3 separate regions of the Drosophila melanogaster genome follow, and all the other regions are linked to region 2. The links are chromatin contacts, called in public Hi-C maps. All regions are on one chromosome and are shown on one strand. Each heading gives the region's core, a stretch centred on a gene start, on an enhancer-like site or on the middle of the called end of the contact. The rest is flanking DNA. Distances are from core to core; before and after follow the strand shown.

The links. A called contact is a pair of places that touch in the nucleus more often than the background predicts.
Region 1: a Hi-C map of the Kc167 cell line shows a contact between it and region 2, with 1.9 times the contacts expected there. The contact joins the promoter of Pdhb here to the promoter of Doa in region 2. A contact is called at or near these places in 9 of 107 Hi-C or Micro-C datasets (the D17-c3 cell line, the Kc167 cell line, the S2 cell line and 4 more) and 1 of 6 datasets of contacts at active chromatin or transcription factors (the Kc167 cell line).
Region 3: a Hi-C map of the Kc167 cell line shows a contact between it and region 2, with 3 times the contacts expected there. The contact joins the promoter of Bicra here to the promoter of Doa in region 2. A contact is called at or near these places in 4 of 107 Hi-C or Micro-C datasets (the Kc167 cell line, the ML-DmBG3-c2 cell line and the S2 cell line) and 1 of 6 datasets of contacts at active chromatin or transcription factors (the Kc167 cell line).

The regions. Positions count from the first base shown.
Region 1 is chr3R:29,111,288-29,114,637 of dm6, forward strand. Pdhb (Pyruvate dehydrogenase E1 beta subunit) reads left to right here and starts at 1,784. Exons shown (of 6, transcript NM_170386.2): 1 at 1,784-1,853; 2 at 1,922-2,162; 3 at 2,707-2,868. The coding sequence starts at 1,971. It overlaps alpha-Man-Ib (alpha-Mannosidase class I b), which reads right to left and starts at 1,535. Exons shown (of 6, transcript NM_143410.4): 1 at 1,124-1,535; 2 at 754-1,026; 3 at 72-585. The coding sequence starts at 1,210.
Region 2 is chr3R:28,886,777-28,890,410 of dm6, forward strand. Doa (Darkener of apricot) reads left to right here and starts at 1,297. Exons shown (of 14, transcript NM_001144648.3): 1 at 1,297-1,472; 2 at 1,530-1,758; 3 at 2,990-3,108; 4 at 3,229-3,324. The coding sequence starts at 1,552. It overlaps CG33203, which reads right to left and starts at 933. Exons shown (of 8, transcript NM_001170294.2): 1 at 582-933; 2 at 1-275. The coding sequence starts at 140.
Region 3 is chr3R:29,061,109-29,064,971 of dm6, forward strand. Bicra (BRD4 interacting chromatin remodeling complex associated protein) reads left to right here and starts at 1,932. Exons shown (of 9, transcript NM_001276122.1): 1 at 1,932-2,039; 2 at 2,695-3,504. The coding sequence starts at 3,474. Cul5 (Cullin 5) reads right to left here and starts at 1,867. Exons shown (of 7, transcript NM_143408.3): 1 at 1,774-1,867; 2 at 94-1,697; 3 at 1-31. The coding sequence starts at 1,782.

The sequences.
Region 1 (3,350 bases), core at 534-3,033, 220 kb after region 2:
TATTGAGAAAAATAAGGAAAGTATTTCCATAAACTAATGATTTTGTGCACATTAGGATATAGGCAACTTACCATCATCCAGTCCCATTATGTACATGGTATCCAATGAGTCAACAATGGTTAGTCCCAGACCGAACCACTCGTGGGAGTACTGGGAGATGGGCTTCAGGTTGTCGTGGCCCCAGGCATACTTCTTGTAGCCAGCCCAGGAGTGCTTGAAGGCGGCTACAACAGCCGACTGTCTTTCGTTGGTGGCGCCATGGAAGTGCTGGCCCTTGGCCAGAATGGGCTTGATCTTTTTGAGATGCTCTTTGAAGCTAACGCCGCCCAGAGTGAGTGGGTTCTTGATGGCTTGCTCAAGCTGCTCGCCCTCGCTAAGCGGCTCTGCTGGATCCTGGGCGACGGGCTCCTCTACATTGTTTAGGATGTCGATTCCACCGATGTCCTGCTCCTTGTTACTATCGGGGGGAGGCAAGGCCACGGCCATGGCCGAGGCCTGGGGAAGTCCTTCAGCAGCCACCGTCTCCGGCAGACGGGCCACGTTCTCCGCTGAGTTCGCTTCTCCATAGGCAACTAGCTCATTAAACTGAAATTGATTGATATTGAGATATCATTAATAGATTTTACTGGAAGTGTGCTGCGTGGGCAATAAATCAAACACCAATAGTCAATCGTATTGATACGCATGCTATCTTAATAGGCAAACAACTCCAGCCACTTAGGCACTTATCAATTAAGTGGGGGGCCTACTTACCTTATCACTAACCGCCTCCACCCGGGGTGCTCTCTTATCGGCCGGAACAGGTACCGCAGCAGTGTCTTTGGGCACATCCTTATCCACCCCCGGATGATGGTGCGGATTGGGCAGGGGCATTTGATATGCTGCCACCTCGGCCTTGGTGTCCACATCCTTTAAGCTGGCAGCCAGCAGCTGATCGCCACTTAGGCAGAGCAACACTGTCACGCAGAATCCGGTGATGCCCAGAATAATGAGATTGCGCTGACAACGCGGTAGCTGATTCCAAGCCTGAACCGTGAGACAAAAGATCGTACTTATAAGTTCTGGGTTTCTTGAGGATGTCCCAGGACCCCAGCAACTGGACTTCTGCCAGGTTGCTACCTACCCGACGCAGGCTCTTCCTGCCCCGCTCGTCCGTCGTCGCCGCTGATCCCGGCGGGAGTGTGAGCGTTATGTGACCGCCGTCCTTCATAGTGTTTCACTAAATGCCGCCGCCGGAATTCAGAGTGTGGGAAAGTTGGATGGGAAATTCCACAGCATTCGCCTCGAATAAAAATCGATTGCTGTGCGCCGCTGGCCGCGGAGGAATCGGAGCTAACTAACCAAGGTTGGTCCAACTACTACCTCTTTTATGCCTTAATCATCTCTATACGTGCCAGTGCATTAATTTATATATGCTAGTTCTGGCCCACACTATGCAAAATTACAAATAAGAAATTCTAAAATTATTTCACGAGAGCTGCATTTTTGAGCTGCAATGCTGCCAACTTGTTCTTCAACAGTCCGGCCAAAACTAAAGATGGGGCTAGCAATCATTTACTTTTGAAATACCTCTTAAATAAAAAAAAAGCAAATTAAATTATATTTTAGATATTATCACTACTTTATAAAAGAATTTTTCTAAAGAATATATATTAATACGAAGTGGCTAATTTTTTCGAAAATCCAGCTAACACAGTATGAATTTAGCCAAATCTAGAGTGGCCAACACTAGTCCCACTTAACAGTGATTTATTTGGCAGCCCTGGTAAGCTCCAAGTGTGCCCACAATACGGCATTAAAGTGGTCACATCTGGTCACATCCCATTTTCACATCAAAATTTCGACGGAAGTCGGTGCGTAAACCCATAGCCCATTTTTAGTTAGATAATAGCACTTAAAACCCAAAAAATAACACCTACAGCCGGCAACGATAGCGATAGACCCATAGGAAAGCGAACCGCAAACCGACGATGCTCCGAACCCGACTCATCCAGGCGGCCAGCTCCGCCCAGCGAGCGTTCTCCACCAGCCAGAAGGCCCTGGCGGCCAAGCAGATGACCGTGCGAGATGCCCTCAACAGCGCATTGGACGATGAGCTGGCCCGCGACGACCGCGTCTTCATCCTGGGCGAGGAGGTGGCCCAGTACGACGGTGCTTACAAGGTGAGATCTGCGACTTTTCCTGCCCCTGCGCGATTACGTAAACAGCAAGCAGGCGGTTGCGACGACGACAGCTGATGCAGGTGGCCGGGATGGGGGAAGTTGGTGGTCAGCGGGGTGATATATGCGTGCTATATGTAACTACTGATAGTGATTCCGAACAGGTCGACGCGAATCCGAATGCGTGATCGGAGTGGGCAAGGTCACGCAGAATATGTGTGACCGACTGTCTGCTGATTATATAGATTGGCCCATAAAACAACGATTTGTTTACCCATTTGAGGTGGATTGATAACCGGCGTTAGCAATTCTATCCTATTAGATTCATTTAAACTATGATTGTGGCTACTGGTGTAACAACTAGATAGGACACGCAAAGTACAATACAATTACCTGTTAGAATAATGGTATTTCCTGAAGAAATCTTAGTTAATGAGTTATCAGCTTGGAAAGTTTTACAAACAGATAAAAGGTTCCCATCCTGAATAAGCCCTACATATTTTTCTGGTATCCTAACATTCTATTAATCATTTAATGCCCTTTTTAGGTTTCCCGTGGACTGTGGAAGAAGTACGGCGACAAGCGCGTCATCGACACGCCAATCACAGAGATGGGCTTTGCCGGCATCGCTGTTGGCGCTGCCATGGCCGGTCTGCGTCCCGTGTGCGAGTTCATGACCTGGAACTTCTCCATGCAGGCCATCGATCACGTGAGTTGCCTCATCCTTGTCCTAAGAACCACTCCCCGCACTCCAGCAGTAGGCTAACTACTCATATTATCTCATTGCCAACAAAACGTAAACCAAAAGAAAGAACACGACAATCCAATACAAATGCCTCACAACTCCAACAGCTAGCAAATAGACCAATTCAAGTGCAATATGCAGCGGCGCTTAATGGGATAATATGGGTGGATTAGCTCCTGCCCCAAGTCATAGATCGGACCTCACTAATCCCCACCCATATTATCCGATTATGTGCAGGCAAAGATACTCGATTGCGCCAAGCCGCCAGTCGGTGATCGCCCTCTGCCAATAAGCCTCATAATTGAAAGTCCACGCTCAACTTGGCTGAATGAGATCAACGACATCCTGCACAGAGATCGAGTCGGCGAGGTGATTGCGCCGCCGCTGGACAAGAGCAAGTCGGACAAGATGGAGGCGGCCCGCCTCATCGTCATTCGGCGGCGCAA
Region 2 (3,634 bases), core at 47-2,546:
ATGGTCTCCACGGTGCTGCCCAGGCAGTCGCATCCAGTGCTTCCTCCTCCAATCCTGGTCTTTGTGGAGCTGCCCAGCAGCTGCTGATCGGGTTTCAGGTCAACGGCGACTGCAGCGGCGGCGGCGGCAGCGGTGTCCATGCCGTGCTAATCCCTTTGATCGTTTTCGAAATCGGTAACGGTTACGGTCTCGGGCTCACTTTCAGTTCTAATCACTGTTCCAGTTCCGGTTCCGGTTGCGTGGCCGTTTCCGTTTCCGGTTCCCTAGCTGGCCAGCTGAAAGCGAAAGCAAACGTCATGAATTATGGATCGTCTATATGCGGCGGGCTAAGATGCGATTTGTTACGTATGTGTTGGCCAAAAAAAGCACGTGCGAAAGCGAAAAGGAAAATGAAAACGAGACCAGGACAATGTCAACACACACACACTCGCACAGCAGCCTCGTGACCCAAAAAGGCCTGCGCCATTTGTACTCCTTGGTGTGTGTGTGTAATTGAATATTCCATGCGAATCACGCGAGTCTCGGATTAGGCCACAAATACCAGCTCCCGGGCCCGGGAAAAAATCAATAAAAATACTCACTTCTGCCATGGAACACGCACACGTTTTTGGTACAGAATCCTCCTCGCAAAAGTAGAGGGATTACGTTTTTTCGGGGACTACAATCCTGGACCGATGCTACGATGAGCAGGTTTCTCCACTCGGCTTGCAGATGTTACGTGGGCGGGGCATACTATATAGTTTATCGGTATTCAAGCCATTCCATCGGCTTCCGTGGGCTTCTGTCGGATAAAATAAAGTATATCCCAGCTAGATGGACTCTTTCCCAGAGCGACAAAACGCGGGAAGCAGAGTTCGGGGAAATGAATCCGCGTACACGACCGTTGGGATAGGCACGTCAGTATTTGACTGAGCGTGGGCACACGATAACGATACCGTTATTTTTCCTCGCGTATTGTTATGCAATTGAATGAATCGGAACCCGTATTTTTATTGGGCGCCAAAGCAGCGCAGGCGCAGTGCCGAACACGAGGCAGCCAGCTGCTTCTCGCGCAGTTACTCTTTCATTTTAAAAAGTCAAATATACAACAATTAAAAAGATGATTTATTTGTTTTGGACCAGTTTTGTAACAGTCGTCCGAGGCTAGTTTTGAATTTGAATACTTCCCGCCTGAATTTTCATTATGTGGCAACTGCTTACTCTTACCAACACTGTGCTACGACGACCCTTAACGGTTGCATTACTCAACATCGATATCAACAAAACATCGATAAGAGTCGCCCAATCACATGCTTCTCACATCACTAACCAAGTGCAATTCAATTTAATCCGTTGCAAATACCCGCGTATTAATCATATTTGTTGGACTGCAGGCTGCTGAAAAGAGCTGCTAAAAAGAGCAGCCCAGCCAAACGGGCACCGCCATGCGGTAATTTTATCGCAGACGAGCTGCTAGAGGCGAACTGCGCGCGGTAAGCGAAAAAGAGCGCCAAAAGGTGAACATTCCCATGCAAACACTCGCACCTAAGCAGAAACAACAGTACAAAACCCATGCAACTACCCTCGCTGAAGGACAAGCTCATGCCCAGCGGCAGCGTGCAGCAAGCGAAAGCGAATTTCTCCTGGCAATCGCTAACGCAACTCTTGAGCGGCCTGTGGCAGCGCCTCTATTTGCCGCGTTCGCCGTTTTTGGCTCTGCCAGCGCCGCCCCTCGCCACGCCCCCAGCTAATACTACGCAGCGCCGCGCGAAGAAAGAGGTAAGACGGCTGAAAAGCCCCAAACAAGATATGAAAATGCTCGGCAAAACAGATATCTCGAAAATACGGAAAACAAGATATCCAACAAAACTGCTACCCGTCTATGGGATTTGTGGCACCCATACAGACGCAGACTCGAGCGTGCGGGTGCACAGCTGACTACGCAGCACGCCGCGTCGCAAGGGCTGTCGACCTGCTAGCGGACGAAGAAGTAGAAACCAATTCTTGGTTTTTACACCAATAAACTATTTAGCCAGCGCTCAATACATACCAATACCTCATAAGAACGATTTTAGATCTTATATAAAAGTAGAAAAGTTACTTTCCAATTCTTGCTTCCAGAAGCAAGGTTTTGTGGAATTTTATCCCTTTTATTGGTTGTAGGCCATTATTATTGAGCTGTTTTAGTTTTTCCTAAGTGTTTTGTTTGGTACTGTTGTTGTGCACTCGGCAGCTCTTTTCCGCCAGATTTTTTCAACACTGTTTAGTTGGCGTGCACAACACTGTCTCCCAGACGTGGTGAATAAAATACCAAGTGACGTGAATTGAAGGAAAAAAAGACGATTTTCAACGTAAACGCACACTATTTTTCGGTGTGTGTGAAAAGGCCAACAAGCGTTTTCAACAACAAGCAGAAGCCAGGATTTACAGGACAACAATTGTGGATATAGCGGCAGCAGCAGCTGCTCAAAAGGCAACAACAACGGCAGCGACAGCGACGCTTCGGCCAAGCAACAACAACAGTAGCAAAGCAAAGCCAGCGGAGCGCATAGCACAAAAATCAATTTTCGCGCTCGTGAAAAATATCAGCAGCAAATTGCAAGGTATATGTGCTAATGGTTAGCTAATTAAAATGCGAAAGTTTGTGGACTCTTTCGTTGCTTTTATTTGTAGTCCGTTTTTCCAATGCACTCACACAGAGCCACAATATTGCAATTAGCTTGAGCGCCCGCGTGTGCGAGTGTGTATATGTGTATGTGGGTGTGAATGTGTGCGTGTGCGTGCCAGCTGTATTCCGTACTGTACTCACCTCTAGATGGGAACAGCTGAAAGGGGTGGTGGGTGATACAGGGCTGTTCCCAGTGCTCACACCACCCGTTGACTTACAGTTCATAAGTACATATGTGCATGCATATATGCGCATATAGGCAGTAGTATATAGCCTATAGTTAAAACTTATAGGTCTCCTAATGGTACCACAGACCCACTGACAATGTGTGTACGTTTTCAGATGCCCAGAACAAGGAGACTCCACCACTCAAGGGATCGCTCCTCGGCGGGCACACGAGACAAGCGCCGACGACACGATACTGCCGATCATTCGCCACCCCTAGCTGAGGCCCCATCGCCGTAAGTTCGCCATCATCTTTGCATTCTCCGATATTCCCATATTCTCGGAATTCTCTGCGAGCTATGTGAGGAACTACTCAGCTACCCATTGTACTCATGGTCTCCATTATTTCACTGCAGGCCGCGCATCACCAACACACATCACACAAGATCGGCGGCCAAGCGAAGGCGACACGAGCTCGATGCCAAGAAGGCCCAGATATCCAAGGAACCCACGTAAGTAACTCGCATTATTTGTCACTTGGCAGACTATTCTATCAGAGGGTCTAAAATAGATTCAAGCGAAGTTGACATCGCTTTGGAATCACATACCCTTCGGGTAAACCCTACAAGGCGAATAGTGCTCAGTCCTCGTACAATCTTGTACAATAACTGCTTTGAATGCCAAAGCGTTTTTGTGGACAAATATTCATCTGACAACACGACGAAACCCTCTGCCTGGTTACAAAAATCGATTGCGACATTCCCAACGCATCGAAAATATTTTAAGCCCTCAAAAAATTTCTCTGATTTTGTGACAGCATTT
Region 3 (3,863 bases), core at 682-3,181, 170 kb after region 2:
TTCGCTGTCCGCACTGGTCCCCAGAATCAAGCTGTAATTGGAGGAACAAGAGTATGTAATCGCTTCATTTGAAACATTATGCAGTCAACTTACCGCCTCGTCAAATGAACTTTGTGATAGCGCATAAAGACGTCCTTGTTGTTGACGTACTTCAGGACCAAGAGGACATCGCGCAGACGGGCGTCGATCTGTTCGCTGGTGAGGCGTTTGCTGAGCGGCGTTCGCCGCAGCAGCATGTCGCAATAGTTGGCCAGTAGTTCCGGGCATTTGCTCTCCGGCGCTGTGTACTTTACACCCCGATTGGCGATACTCGTGGGTAGCTCCATCTTGAACACGCTGGTGTCGTTGACTACCGTCTTAAAAGCAATGTCGCGGGCAGTGAGGAAGCGGGGATCGTCGTTGAAGGCGTTGCGTACCAGGTCGCTGAACTTGTTGAACAGCTCAAGTAGCCGCTCAACGTACTTTTCCGAATCCTGGGTAATCACCTCCGAAGCGGACAGCATGTCGGCCAGTCCGGCGGACATGATGTGACGCTGCAGGTCACCCATCATGGGCTCCACGCCAACGCCGTGCATCACTCTATCCATCAGGCGGAACATGAGATTCAATCGCTCCGTTTCATAGTCCCTGATCAAAGCCGGACACTCGGCGATGATTGAGTTGAGGTGGTCCACTATGAGCACATTAACCAGCGTGTAAGTAAGTATACTGAAGCTGCTGGGCTCCAGATACCGCTTGGCCCTAACCTCCTCCTCACGCAACTTTGAGTCGGCGTATTTCATATAGGCCAGCACTCCGTTCTCTTGCTGTTGTTCGGCGGATTTCAGGCGATAGAACTCGACAGTGGCCTTAAGGTACGCCATCTCAAAGTTCTCCCTGTAGATCTCTAGTTTGTCCTCTGCATTCGAGGAGAGATTCACATAGCTCTCGCGCACGCCTACCACTAGCTGGGCATCATAGGCATCGCCGTTCCGCTCGGCGTGCACAATCTTCATGGCCGACTCCTGCAGACGATGCTTGATGTCGTGGAATATGTGCTTGTTCCAGGAGTCCAGCATTAGTTTTCGTACAGGACTGTCCTCCGTGGGGTTTTTCTTGGAGGTAGAGGTGCTGCTGCTGGAGCTCCCACTTCCGGAAGCAGCTGCAGCTGCCGCTGCTGAGCTTGTGGAGGCGGATGTGGAGGCTGCAGCAGCGGCGGCTGAAGTGGAGGCTCCAGCTGCGGCTGAGGTGGAGGCTCCTGACTTTCCAGCCTGGCCGCTGCAGGAAGTAGCTGCTGCCGCCGCGGCGGCACTCGTACTCGCTCCCGAGGCGGAGACGGATGCGGAGGAGCTGCTGCCACTGGAGGAGGGCTTCACCTGGGGCGACTGCTCCAGCTGGCGGAAAGGCAGCGGCAGGTAGTTGGACTGTGTAAAGAACTTCCGCCACTCCACAATATAGGTGGCCAGAAGGGCCTGCTCGCCCCGTTGCGCTTGCACCTGGCTTTGGGCCTGGACGATAAACTCAACGATGTCCTGCTGCAGGCAGTCGTAGATCTTGGCCGCGCCCTTCTCGTCCCACAGGCACACGAAGTGTACGCCGAAGAATAGGTCCTGCCATTCGCGCTGCGACACCGTGTCCTGGCGCAGTAGCTTTAAAACTATTCGCCTTTTGTCCGGCCAAACTTCCTCGAAGATGTCCCTGTCCCGTTTCCCGATTGCCTGTCGTACAGGGAGATAAAGGTATATGTGCACACTGAACTCTATATGCGTTTTCATCGCCGATCAGGTCACTTACCCGTAGCATTTTGATCGTAGCAATCTCTTTGTTTTTGTTGCTGCGTCCGCTTCACTTCATTTATATTTATTTTTTGTAATTAGGCGATACGATACGATAGTTGGCTATCGACCAGTGTTGGTAAAATTTCGCCCGTAGGGCTTATCGCCCATCGACCAATCGATTTCGGGCAGTCGATAAAACAACAGTTCGGAGTGCAGCAAAAGTGCGGGAAATCTGCGGAAATGTTATTAATCGAACATTAAGGGATACCTCGCCCAGCCGCGGTAATAATAACCAAGGAGAAATAGGGCAATAATACAAAGTTGTCTTGTCGAGGGTTTTGTGAAGTTCGCTAGTTTGCCCACTTCGTTTTGGTTTTTTTCTTCTCTACCTCTTCGTGCGCGAGTGAGACAAAAGCAGTACTAGCAGACATCTCGGTCTAGCACACGTCCCCGACCTAATGTCTGGTCTGCATTGTTTCAGGGCTGTCAGATGTGCCTGAAATACTCAGTTCCGCATTTCAAAATATCGCTTACTATTTCGTGTTCTAAAAATAATATATTTTGTTTTTAGTGCGGAAACTTGTATGGTTTTCTTTATATTCTTATTTGTTAAACTAGTAAAATAAAGTTATTTATCAATTTAATTTCGTTACGTTATTGCCGTCTTGATGTTTATTTACATTCAAAAAGTCTTTCACAGACAGGTGTCAACCCTAGTTTTTATAACTTATCGTAAACAACGCGCTTAAATCTTTATAAATCACAAAGAGTTTTCTAAGCTTTTATTAAAGTGACTGTTTTATTTATAAACATTGAATTCTTGTAGAAAACCATATTTTTTAGAGTGAATACAATCGATGGTTGCGGGGCAAACATCGATGCTGCCAGTTATCTGTATACATCGATAGTATCGACTAACCATCGGCTTCTCTTCCAGCTCTAGCATTCACCATTTCCCTTTGTTTGCGGCGGCGGCGCTCGTTGTACGGCCGTGCGAATCGAGAGAAAAACGCATAAAATCGGGGAAAGTGCACTAGCCCCGTGCTGCAATGTAAATAAACAAGGCTCTGATGAGCAGTTGCCGATCAAGTGCTTCGATTAGCCAGCAAAATGTGCGTACAAGGCGAGAATCAGTGACGAAAACAACAACTACGTGCTGCTGCGTTCATTGACGTGACGCGCGAGAGTGAATGTGTGCGTGCGTGTGTGTTTGTGTGTGTGTGCTGGCTGCTGGCGAGTGAGTGTGTGCGTGCTCCCCATATGTGTGTTGTCGAAAAAGCGTTTTTCAAACCACAAGCCAGCAACAAACAAATCACAACAGCACGTCACAAATTGCAATAGAAGCAGAAGCAGCAACACCTCAAATCAAAAAAAGGCCCCACAACAACAACATCTGTCGAGTTCTCAGAGAGTGAGAAAAAGAAAGAGCGCGTTAGAGTGAGAGAGGGGCAAAAAGAAAGTCAACAGTCGCGTGTGAAATGAAATTCGAAAGATGTCCGCGTGTGTGTGTGTTGAGTGTATAGAATTGAGTAAGAAGCAGCGCGGCAAAAGGAAATAAGCAAAAGCAATAGCCAAAAGGAACCAACAACCAGCAGCAACAAATTACCCAATGAATCAATCAAAATTGGCATAATTTGCATTCGCCGACGTTATTGTCTATAAAACCCCCCTGAAAAAAACACCACACAACAGAAGAGCAGCACAAATCTTTTGCCAATGAGTCGCAGACAGTCATTGGATCGACCAGGTGAGAAAATGCCAATCAAAAACACACACAAAAAAACTACGAATAGAAAATCCAAATTCGTAATCACGCTTACTGAGAGCAAGAGCAAGAGCGTGCAGCATCCGATTCTGATTTTAAAAATGCACTTGCGCACGTTCTCTTCGCCGCTCTTCTCGCTGCTTCGCTCTCGCTGCTCTTTCGTGCTAAAAATAAACGCTGGCTGCGCAGCTGCTCCCAAACACTTGAACTTTGTAAACACCTCCGACACTCCAACAATTCGGCCATTGTACAGTGACAAAAACCAGCGTAATTATGAGTCTTCATCAAAAAGCCAAATCACTGAAAACTATAAATGAATGCAAGGGGCGGCCATCCGCTCT